Linked DNA regions of Drosophila melanogaster: region 1 is linked to region 2. Evidence: chromatin contacts called from public Hi-C data. All regions are on one chromosome and are shown on one strand. The core of a region is the stretch at or near the end of the contact, and the rest is flanking DNA. Distances in the headings are between cores, read along the strand shown.

Evidence for each region. Hi-C and Micro-C count contacts between places; a contact is called where the count stands out from the background.
Region 1: a contact with region 2 is called in a Hi-C map of the Kc167 cell line, with 1.5 times the contacts expected there. A contact is called at or near these places in 13 of 107 Hi-C or Micro-C datasets (the D17-c3 cell line, the Kc167 cell line, the ML-DmBG3-c2 cell line and 8 more).

Annotation. Positions count from the first base shown.
Region 1 is chr3L:17,009,536-17,014,783 of dm6, reverse strand. CG3764 reads left to right here and starts at 2,219. Exons shown (of 7, transcript NM_001275048.1): 1 at 2,219-3,395. The coding sequence starts at 3,118. It overlaps CG6664, which reads left to right. Exons shown (of 5, transcript NM_168710.3): 4 at 1-791; 5 at 855-1,898. The coding sequence ends at 1,334.
Region 2 is chr3L:16,863,837-16,869,204 of dm6, reverse strand. Lmpt (Limpet) reads right to left here and starts at 3,910. Exons shown (of 10, transcript NM_206388.3): 1 at 3,801-3,910; 2 at 2,259-2,684. The coding sequence starts at 2,339. CG9951 reads right to left here. Exons shown (of 1, transcript NM_140672.3): 1 at 4,216-5,368. The coding sequence ends at 4,292.

The sequences.
Region 1 (5,248 bases), core at 970-3,469, 150 kb before region 2:
CCAACGATCTCTCCCGGAAGCTCGACCAGCTGCGTCAGGAGAAGTGCAAGCTGGAGCAGACACTTGAGCAGGAGCAGGAGTGCCTCGTCAACAAGCTTATGCGCAAGATTGAGAAGCTCCAGGCGGAGACGGACAACAAGCAGACCAATCTCGAGCAGCTGCGCCGCGAAATGGTCGAGTTGGAGAACACGCTTGAGCAGGAACAGGAAGCTCTTGTAAACAAGCTGTGGAAGCGCATGGACAAGCTGGAGACCGAGAAGCGTTCGCTGCAAATCAAGCTGGATCAGCCGGTTTCCGATCCGACTACGCCGCGAGACATCACAAACAACGCCCATGCCAATGGTGGCGATACGGCCACCAGTTTGAGTGCTCATATCCAGATTCTGCGCTCCGAAGTGCTTCGCTATCGCTCCGACCTGGCGAGCGCTCAGAAGGAAGCCACTATCAAAACACAGCAGTATGCGCAGGAAGAGAAGTCGATTCGCGAGGAAAACGCTCGCCTTCAGCGCAAGCTAAAGCAGGAGGTGGAGCGCCGCGAAGCCCTATGCCGGCACCTCTCCGAATCGGAATCCTCGCTGGAGATGGACGAGGAACGCTTCTACAACGAGAACCTGATGGGAGGCGGTTCGTTCGCTGTAGCGACGGCAGCAGCCGCCGCCGCAGCTTCAGCGGTGAGCGCCCAACGTCAACGCACCATCAGCAGTCCCGTCTCCCACAGTCCCTCGAGTAGCCGACCTCTAAGTCCGGGCACGGCGGTGCAAAACCGCTGCTATGCCTGCGGCCAGCTAGTGGTGAGTACGATATTGTGAAATGTTGCTTTCCAGATTTGTAAAATTAAAAATTCTTCGTTTCAGAATCGTCGTGCCAGCGAACGCTTCATAAAGCCAGCACTGCCAACGCCCATGCTGGGCCTGAACACTTCCGCACCGAACGTGCTGACCTCAACCAACCCACTGCTGGGCATTTTGGGAACCGGCAGCTCCTCATCGTCCGCGTCCGTATCAGCTGGGAATGCCGCTGGCGGCTTTCTCTCGAATCTGGGAGGCGAACGCCTAAGCCTTGGCTCGTCAAATTCGGCTGGCGGCAGTGCCACCTTCTTGGCCGGCGGTGGAGGTGGAGGTCTGCTGGCCCAGCTCACTAGCCACTCCAGCGCTTCGTCGTCGTCGTCCAATTTGATGAACATCAGCCTGAACAACTCGTCCAGCGGCAATCTTGTTAACAGCAGCAGCAACTCCTCACTGTCGGCGTTTACGCCAACCAATCCGCCCAGCTCGGCGGCCACGGCCTTTATCCAGCCAGCCAGTCCAATGGACACGTCCACCTGCAAGGACTAGGAGGATGCAGTAGCTCTCGCACAGGGATACAGAAAAATCATGACTTATTCACACACTTTCACACGAAAACACACTATATTCATAAACACGCACGCATGCAAGCAACCAGTTTAACGATCCTAAAAACATAAGAAAACACAGAAACAAAAGATGAGAAAGTAACTATCGTAAGCTTCTCCAGGGCGACTCAAAGTCGCCACATTTATATATGGTTAATATGTATATGTATGTTCTATTTGATCAAAATCTCTTAAAACCTTTCAATAACGGAATTCCTAGGCGAACGAATATTTAGCGCTAATGTTTAAGATTTGAATGTTTTTCTAATTTCGCTCGGTTCCAGTTAAAGTTAAGTAAAACACAGCTAATAATGAGATATGGAGGATATAGAGGATGAGAATGAGGATGGACAGCACACGCTAACCAGATCGTATGAATTTATAAAAAGGGTGAATTCTATTCATGTCGAAACCATTTTCCCACAATTCCTTCGCATGTGGGCCTAAAAAATTTTGAAGTATGTTTATGTAAGCCAACAAAAATAAAGTTCAACAATTTAAAATTAAATAAAAATTCGTCCAGAATTTTTTTAAATTAAATTTTGTTTAAATTCGAGGTGCAAGGTTTTCAAAATTGTAGAAAGTACAACTGTAGACACTACAATATATGAATTGTAAACATCATCTGATAGGTTTTTTTAAAATATGTTTTCAGAAATAACATTTTTTTCTTTTGACGAACCACAAGAACAAGAATTTTCGAATTTCCGTTAAATGCACGACAAATGGTGGGGCAACACTTAAAGTATCCCCTAAAACTGCCTTCATACTTCTGCCACTTGGCGTGCACACACTGGCGCGCAGCTGCAGCTAACTTCGCGTTGCAAAATGCTCTTGTGTTGTTTGTGTTTGTGATTGTAAATAAAGGCCAAACAGTCAGCGCGAAGCGTTAAGACCAAAGACTAACCTTTGGGCCAGGCCAAAAAGCGGAGTGTAACACCTCGAGCGAGAGCAAACAAAGCCGCAAAGTGTTCAATTAAAATAAGTGACTTGACTTTGATCTGAGAACCGAGAGAAAGACGGTGAAATAGGTGGGCAGGAAGTGGGAAGTCAATGATAAATGACAACAAAAAAGTGTGTATTGGCCAAAAGAAGCTCGCATTGGTAGCAACGACAGAAAACCATTTACACACACTCAAACAAACAAACACAGATGGTGCTCTTTAAACGCTGCTGCCGCTCTCCCTCTCTTTCACTCACACACATTTAACGACTGCGACGCGTCTCTTGCAAACTTTTTAAAGCGGACGCCAGCGATATTCGGTTCTCATTTCGATGTGGAACGGTAAAGAACCTGTGTCGCTTCCGCAGCCGATTCGCGAAAATAACACAAAAATAGCCATATATTATTTTTGCTCAATCAAATAAATTCCACTGCAAGTGCGTATGTGTGTGTTTGTGTACAGGAAGAGATCAGATAGATCAGAAGCAGTGCAAGAAAGAAAAGTGCAAAGCGAAAGTTTTGGTTTTGATTGTGCAGCATCCGCCATCTCGCTCTGGCAGGCGCGCGTGTAACGGTAGACGTCTCTTTCGCCAACAACAACAGCAACAACCACTCATTCCAAGGAAAGCGAAAAGTGCGCCCTTGTTTGTGTGCGTGCGTGTCTGTGTTTTATTTCCATTTCCACACAAAATCAGAAATAAATTCAATATTCGATCTTCGATTCTGAGATTTCGATTGGCCAGATGTGTTTATTAACAGATTGCGGACATCGTGTCTTATTATGGCCCTATTGAATAAACTCTTCTTTCCGTCGGCAACACCAACAACACCAGCGAATTTAGCGGCAGCGCCCACGCTGACCGCAGCGTCCGCAGCAGCAGCAGCGCTAATTAATAGCCAAACAACAACAGCAACTACAGGAACAGCAACATCAGCTACTACAACAACATTGCCGGCACGTACAGCTCACGCCTCTGCCGGCGTCGCTGCCACGGCCTCTGCTGGCAATAGTTCGTCGTCCGCAAAAGCTACAAAACAAACTTCGCGAAATTATCTAAGGTAAGTGTTTATCTTTTTAACAACAAAACTGCCTAACACCCGGTATTAGTGTATCGATAAAATGCGCGCACAACAAAGGGGGAAAATAGGTGCAGCTGCAAAATCACTCGGAAGCACATACATTCACACAAAGAGAGACGTGCGAAAAGGCGTTCTCATGATGCGTTTCACACTATACATATGTATGTATGTACATACATATACGCCCCGCCCCCTCCACCGGCACTCATGTTCCTCTCTCTTGCACCACCTGCACTTCCTCTTCCTCCTACACCCGTGCTTCGTACGCAAATTGGCAAAGAGTAAAACGAGGACGATAACCCAGCACACAAATTCGGCATGCACTAATCATCGTCACGTACGCCGCTTGCCGCCTTATTCGATAGAATCTGCCAGTCTGGCCAACATGAAAGGACGCAAATCCACAGTGAAATGGCAGTGAAAGCAAAATCTGAGGGGATTACAAAGATGCGTTTGCAGCTGCCTCGAAAACGTAACAAAGGAGGCGCATTATCTTGGTTCCTCTGTTGTTATAGCCACAGTGGGTTCTTCTTAAAGCTACCTGATCTGTTTTTGAAAGAAATTCCTATTTCAGGTGCTTGCAGTTAAGAAGGATTATTCTTCTTTTCTTACATTTTAAAAACTGGTAAAAATTCAGATTTATTAAAGTAAATACATATTTATATTGAGTCGGTTTTGTTGTTTTTAACTAAACAATGTTAATGTAAAATGTTGTAGTTTTCTACTATTTTTTGCGATTTAAATTTATATTTAATAATTTATCACAGGCGAATAATATGGTTCTTGCTGCGCTTCACTGTACTTATATCGATAACGATAGCCTGCATCACAACCAGCTCCACGAAGAAACCAACAACAAGCCCTAAATCACCCAACACCCCCAGCAGTGCATATTGGGTAGTCATGGTGGGTGCATGTGTGCGAGGAGGTGCGTTGATGTTTGGCCATTGCCGTTTCTTTCGCTCGCATGGCTCCAAACCCATCGATCGAGCTGCGCGCGCAAATAACTGTGCCCCACTATGCTCTACCTCTCCCAACGCACTACATGGCTCTCCTCTACGGCCCACAAAGCGATCGGATTGTTCTCGGCTTCATTCGTTATCGCGTCGTGTGCGATGCCCTCTCGTTCGCACTCACGCAGACGTAGGCGTACGTTGGTATACTTTTACGGGTACGTGCCGGGGGAAGGCGGCGGCAACGTCAGGCGCAAATGTAAATAAAAGCGAATCACATGACTTGCTAATCGGCGGTCGCGGCCTGCTCTCGTGATTATTATGTCATACACTTTTTGTTGTTGGCGCGGCGCATTGTTTTTGTTGCCTTTGCGCTTAATTCTCATTTCATTATTATTTATTACACTATTTACTTATGTATGCTGCTGCATACGGCTTACAATGTTTATTTTTGACACTTTTTGCTTAACTTGTGCGTGGGCTCTGATTGTGGCTTTGGTTCCTGTTGCTGTGACTGCGAGTGTGAATGGTACTGTGATTGCGGGATGCTCTGTTAACGGTTAACTGGCGGACACACCCACGTCCGCTTTTCTAGGAACGCAATATTATTGACACCTTTTATACAACTACAATATACAAGTATTTTTAATTTTTGCGAAATCAAAACGGATAAGTTTACAGTTCTGCGAAAAAGTATTTATTTGTTTAGTTTTATGAAACTTCTAATGTGCATATAGTTCACCAGAGAACTATCGGGTTTGAAGGTTTCGTTGAGCTTTCCCCTTATTTTATTTACAACTATGATTTTTTGTTGCTTAGTTTGGCAAACACAATACCATTGAATTTTGGAATATAAGATCCTCTAAAACGCAATTCTTT
Region 2 (5,368 bases), core at 2,661-5,160:
TTTTTGGGGAATACAAATGAGTCAGTTCCAGGATGAACCTGATTGAACATCTCGCAAAGAAGTGAAGTATCCCCTAGGTGAATCGAAATGGAAAAGAACTTTGCACTTCAAGTCCAAGCTGGACTTTGGCAGCTAATGAAATGATTATGCTGGCCCTACTTATTATAATTATGGGACGGCTTTTTAATGGAACTCGGATTCGGATGGAGAATCTCGTCGGCTGATGATCTCATCGATTGCATCAGATTTCGCACGGCATGTCGTTTTATGTGGTCCGCAATTTTGTTCTCGCTTCTGCTCCCCCTTTTTTGTGTCTGCTTTTTTTTAATGTGCAAAAGACATATGCAGAATATACAAAATTAGCTGTTAGCACGCCAACAGCCAACGCCATCAACTTCACAGAGCGAATAGCGCTTTTTGAGGCGAGCCAGCGAATAAAAAATAAATGTTTCATGGTCAATGCCATGGAATTGGTTGCATTGGACCCTCACAGTTGACTGACAATCGTTGACAGTCCAGATATAAAATCGCATAACATATATAATGAGCCCCAGACACAGGTACCCTCAAAAAAAAAAAAAAAACACGAATAAAAACTATCATTGCGTGTGTAGCAAATTGATTGATCTGCACCAAAGTTGTTGCCAACTGTTGCGAATCAATCAATTGACGAAAATTTCGAGAGCAAGGGAATCAGGCACAGATACAAAGATACTCTTCATTTACAGCTCATTTGACATCTCCATTCGAAACATTCAAAGCATTCGAAAGATTCGAAAACATTCCTGTCTGGCGACAGCTTTTGTGCGTTCCAGATACAAGCCATAAATAATGCGATTTGCATATGAATTTGTAACTGTTCAACATCTATTAGTTTATGAATGCATCACGCTCTCTGCCGATCGACTAAAAATCCAGTTTTAAGCATTCCATTTTCGCCTTTAATGAGACTTCCCCACCCAATTCAACATTGACCTCTACTTAAAGTCTGAGCGGTGAATTTTGAATTTGAATTCGAACTTGTTGTTGCAGCAAGTGTTTTTATTTCGCGTGTTTTTTTTTTTTTTGCATTTCAAGTGCCTCGAGTGACGTCAGCCGCAATGATTACGAATCGGAGAATTTACAAAGGCAAAATACTAAGTTATCAAAAGCAGCATGAAAAGTATTAAAGTCATCTATTTTGTCCAATTGTAAACAGTTTCATTCGCCTAAATAACAACATTTGCCAAATATTTGATTTGCGTTGTTCGTAAGATTTATTAAACTATAGCTTAAAGATACAATTATCGCAAAGATTCAAATATTTAAAAATGTATCTTACAAAAACAAACCACTTTTATGCGTATTTAAAACATTTAAACCTTTTAGGAAGCAAACTTATTATTCGTAACGCTTTTTAAAACGAACGTGTTAAGGTCAATGCACAAGTTATAAGTTATGTTTTTTAAGCTATGCACTTATGCAAATAAGGTGCATAAATATTTTATTTACACATAAATTGTCTTCAAAATTAGCTATGATTTGCTGATGATAAGGCTCAGACTTGGCTTATAGAGATAGAATAATATCCTGCTTAAAACCTATCCACTATTTGTATCATACAATGAAAGATAGTTTTCTAAAACCAAACGTTTGCCATCCAAATTCAATCTTGCACTTACTAACAAACAAACAAAAAACACATAATATCTGTGCACCGGCTGAGAACAGCGATTATGGCTTGCCAACGATATCTTATCAATGAAATTTCAGCACGTTACGTAGGCCAGGGCCAATTTTCGATTCGATTAGTCAGAGCCAAGAATAAGAACAGACGCGGAAAAGTAAAGCGGCCCGATCGGTTGGCACGGAAACAAATGGCGGCAAAGGTGATGGAGTAACGGAAATCATAATATAGAACTTAGGTGAAACGATTACGAGAGAAGGCTAAGAAGTCCCGCAGAAGACAGCGATGACAGCGATATTTATTTGGCCGAGCACATGTGTGTGGTTGGTAGTACAATCGGATCGAGTACGTATGTACATATATATTTTATTGAACAAGGCACAGACAAACAAACAAGGCAAGACTTTAAGGCAAAAAGGCCAATTTGTTTATGTGTTTTCCCGCCTGAACGGCGACGTAACACATTTGTGGGGTCGATTAATGGAAACACAGGAAGTTTGGGCCAAAATCGATCGGCCCTGCTCTTTGGCCATATCTCTCCTATATCTATATCTATAGCTATACTTTCTATATTTACTATATACCAACTCACCTTCTCGGCGAACTCCTCGCGCGGACGACGCGAAATCGTCGGTGTGGCACTCATGAGTTCCTTGGTCGGCGATGGTGTCATTATGGCAATTATATCTTCTGCCTCCGTCGGTTGGCTATCGCTTATGAATTGCACTTGCGGCTTTGGGTTCTAGGTTCTAGGTTCTAGTTGGAAAAACTCACTGGGAAAACCTATTCGTATTGCTTTCGTTTGGTTGCACTCTATTCCCTCGGTATTTCTTCGGGTTTTTTTTTTGCACTATTTATGCGGTAGCTTGCGTGCTGCGAAGTAAATTTAATTTATAACAACTCTTTATCAGTCGGCGAATTTGTTACGAATTATTACGTAGCCGTTGAAAAATGTCGCTGGCGTTAAACTGTTTTTGCCACCTCGATTCGCATTTTTTTTGCCTTTTTTTAATTCCCGCTGGAAGCGATGGTATTTATGCAATGGTCAGCGATTTGTGTTGATTATTAAATTTATAAATCAACAATAGTTAACTTAAAATAATAATTTACTTTAATTTAAATCCATTCCTTTACTATATTTTCTTTACAACAATAAATTTTTTTAATAAGCGATGTAACCAAATATTAAAAATTCGATTATCTCATAAAATCATAATTTTGTTAGGCGGATATCAGACTAATCACATTGAAAACGTTTGCCATATTTACTGCCAACCGGATGACTGGAAAGTGATTTACTTTAATTAAAATTTATCACATATTTATGATAAGTAAAGTCGTTAGATTTAAAAAGGAAATTGGGCCTGCGTGGGTGTATTTAAACTGGTATTTACTGTACTCGCAATCTGATTTCCATAACAGCTAAGGTAAAAAATTTAAAATAACAAAACTCTAATGAGTCTGGAAGTTTGGATCGTATGCAAAGAATGTTGTCATTGGACTATTTTTAGAAATAGACGTCACTAACAAAAACAAAAAAAGGTGAACCAGAACGCTTCCAAAAGAATGTGGTTGTTGTTGTTGTTGCTGGCGAACGTTGATTGACCCCGAATATGAGAATGAGGAAGAAGAAGTAGCAGAAGCAAAGCCGGCCGGCCAATTAATTGATTTATTCTATTCGATTTTCCACTATCTTTTACTGCATTTTTTTTTATTTGCCCCTTCCTCTCCAATTCGACCTTCAGCGTACTGCAATTCTAATTGGAATTCAATTTCAATAAGAAGAAGAGCGAAGAAGCAACAGTTTGTTGAAGGAGCCGCACGCACACACACGCACATCAGCGAAGGCGCACGCACACATGCACACATTTAAGCGCGGCTCACACGCACACCGGTTAAACTTGTTATCGGCCGCATGCAAGAACCCAAAAACTACAGCTACAACAACACAAAACTCTAGGCCAAAAACAAGTTCTGGAATATCAGCAACAACAACACCGCACTCGAGTGTTTTATTTTGAAACACGGCTTTTTCTCGCTGTTAGTTTATTGCATTTTTGTGGTAGGTAATTTAGCTAGGAGTAAAAAGCAATGCACACACTTAACACTCACACACACAAAGACAGTCACTCACTCGTTGCCGCGCAAACTAAAAACAAACGAAAGTAAATCAACGTAAAAACGAAACGAACGCGATCCGCCGACGCGCTTTTGGCTTCAGCTTTGGCTTTCAAAACACTGCGAAAAATACGAATGTTGCGGCTGTTGGCCAGTGTGAACGTAGCTGGCTAAAGTAGAAATACCAAAAGTACCAGGCACAACTGAAAAATACCAAAGTGAAACGGGATTTCGAAAGACGACTGTGTTAATACCCTTTAAAAGTAAAAGCTTATAGATATTCTTAATTATAGATGCCATATTCTATGAAACAAAAAATATGTTACGCTCCTATTTATTTCAATTAAAAAATATAAAGGATTTAAAAAAAAAATGGAACATTTATCTGTGAGAAAGCATTGAAACCAACTAAAGAAAAACATTTATTTTTTACTAATAAAATGAACGCTTGGCGTGCATCAATTCGTTTATTGTGATTGGCACTGGTAAACAAGTGATTCCGCGTAACTAACTCCCTGCGTTCGTCTGCTCCACGGCACGTATTTGCTCCTGGAGCTCCTGGATATGCTGCTCGAACTTCTGGATATCGCCGGTGATCTGCTGCAGACTGGTCAGCACGTTCTTCAGTTTCTCCCCATCGATTTGGACCTCAAGTTCGCGGATCTGCTTGGTCACGTTTCCCGTGAGGGAGACGCACTCGACCAGCTCATTGCAATTGGCGTGCAGTTGGGCCAGTAGCTTGTAGGCCCGCTTCGCGTGGAGATCATGCTTGGCGCTCTGGAAGAGCAGGTCGTCCGTGTAGTTGAACTGGCGCTGCAACTGGGCACCCACGACATTAAGCTGCTTTTGGAGTTGTCGCGTGTCATCCAGAACTTTGTAGATATCCGCTCGTTGCTTGCGTATGTTCCCGATGAATTCATGTATCCTGCGGGTGTACTCCTTGCGAGGTGCCAAGGACTGACTGGCGCTACGCAGGGTGGCATTAAGTTCGTTGTGCTGTTGGGTCTTGGCCAGAAGCTCCTGCTCCAGCTGCTCGATGCTGTTGCGAATGCCCTGGACCTCCTGAGCCTCCTTGGCGGTCTTTAGTTTCTCTAGGCTTTCCAGCAGCGGTTTCCTGTAATCCTGCCACTGCTGGGTAAGCGTGAGCCTTTTGCTTTGCGTGGATTTTAGCAGGGCCTCCAGTTTGGCCAGGTTTTCCTCGGAATCGGCGAGAACCAAGGAGGTGCGTTCGTGCAGTTTAAGCGTGGGCTGAATGCGACTGATCTCCTCTCTCGCTTTAGTTTCCCGCTGTTTCAGAGCTGCAATGGCAACAGCATGTGCTTTGCGTTCCGCTAGCAGGTTTTCGCATTGGACTCGCAACTCCTGGACTTGGTCGCTCAGTTCTTGGATGGGTGAAGGCTCCTCCTCCTTCTCCGCACTGGCGGGCGGTTTTACGGTCGGAATCAGGGGCGGCGCTGGATCCTCGCTGCTCACAAAGATAAGTGTTGAATCCGGCAATATCTGGCCCCACCTGTCCAGCTCATTCTTGTGCAGCACGGAGGCAATGAGATCCGTCGAGGTGGAGGATGTTTGCTGGAAGAGATT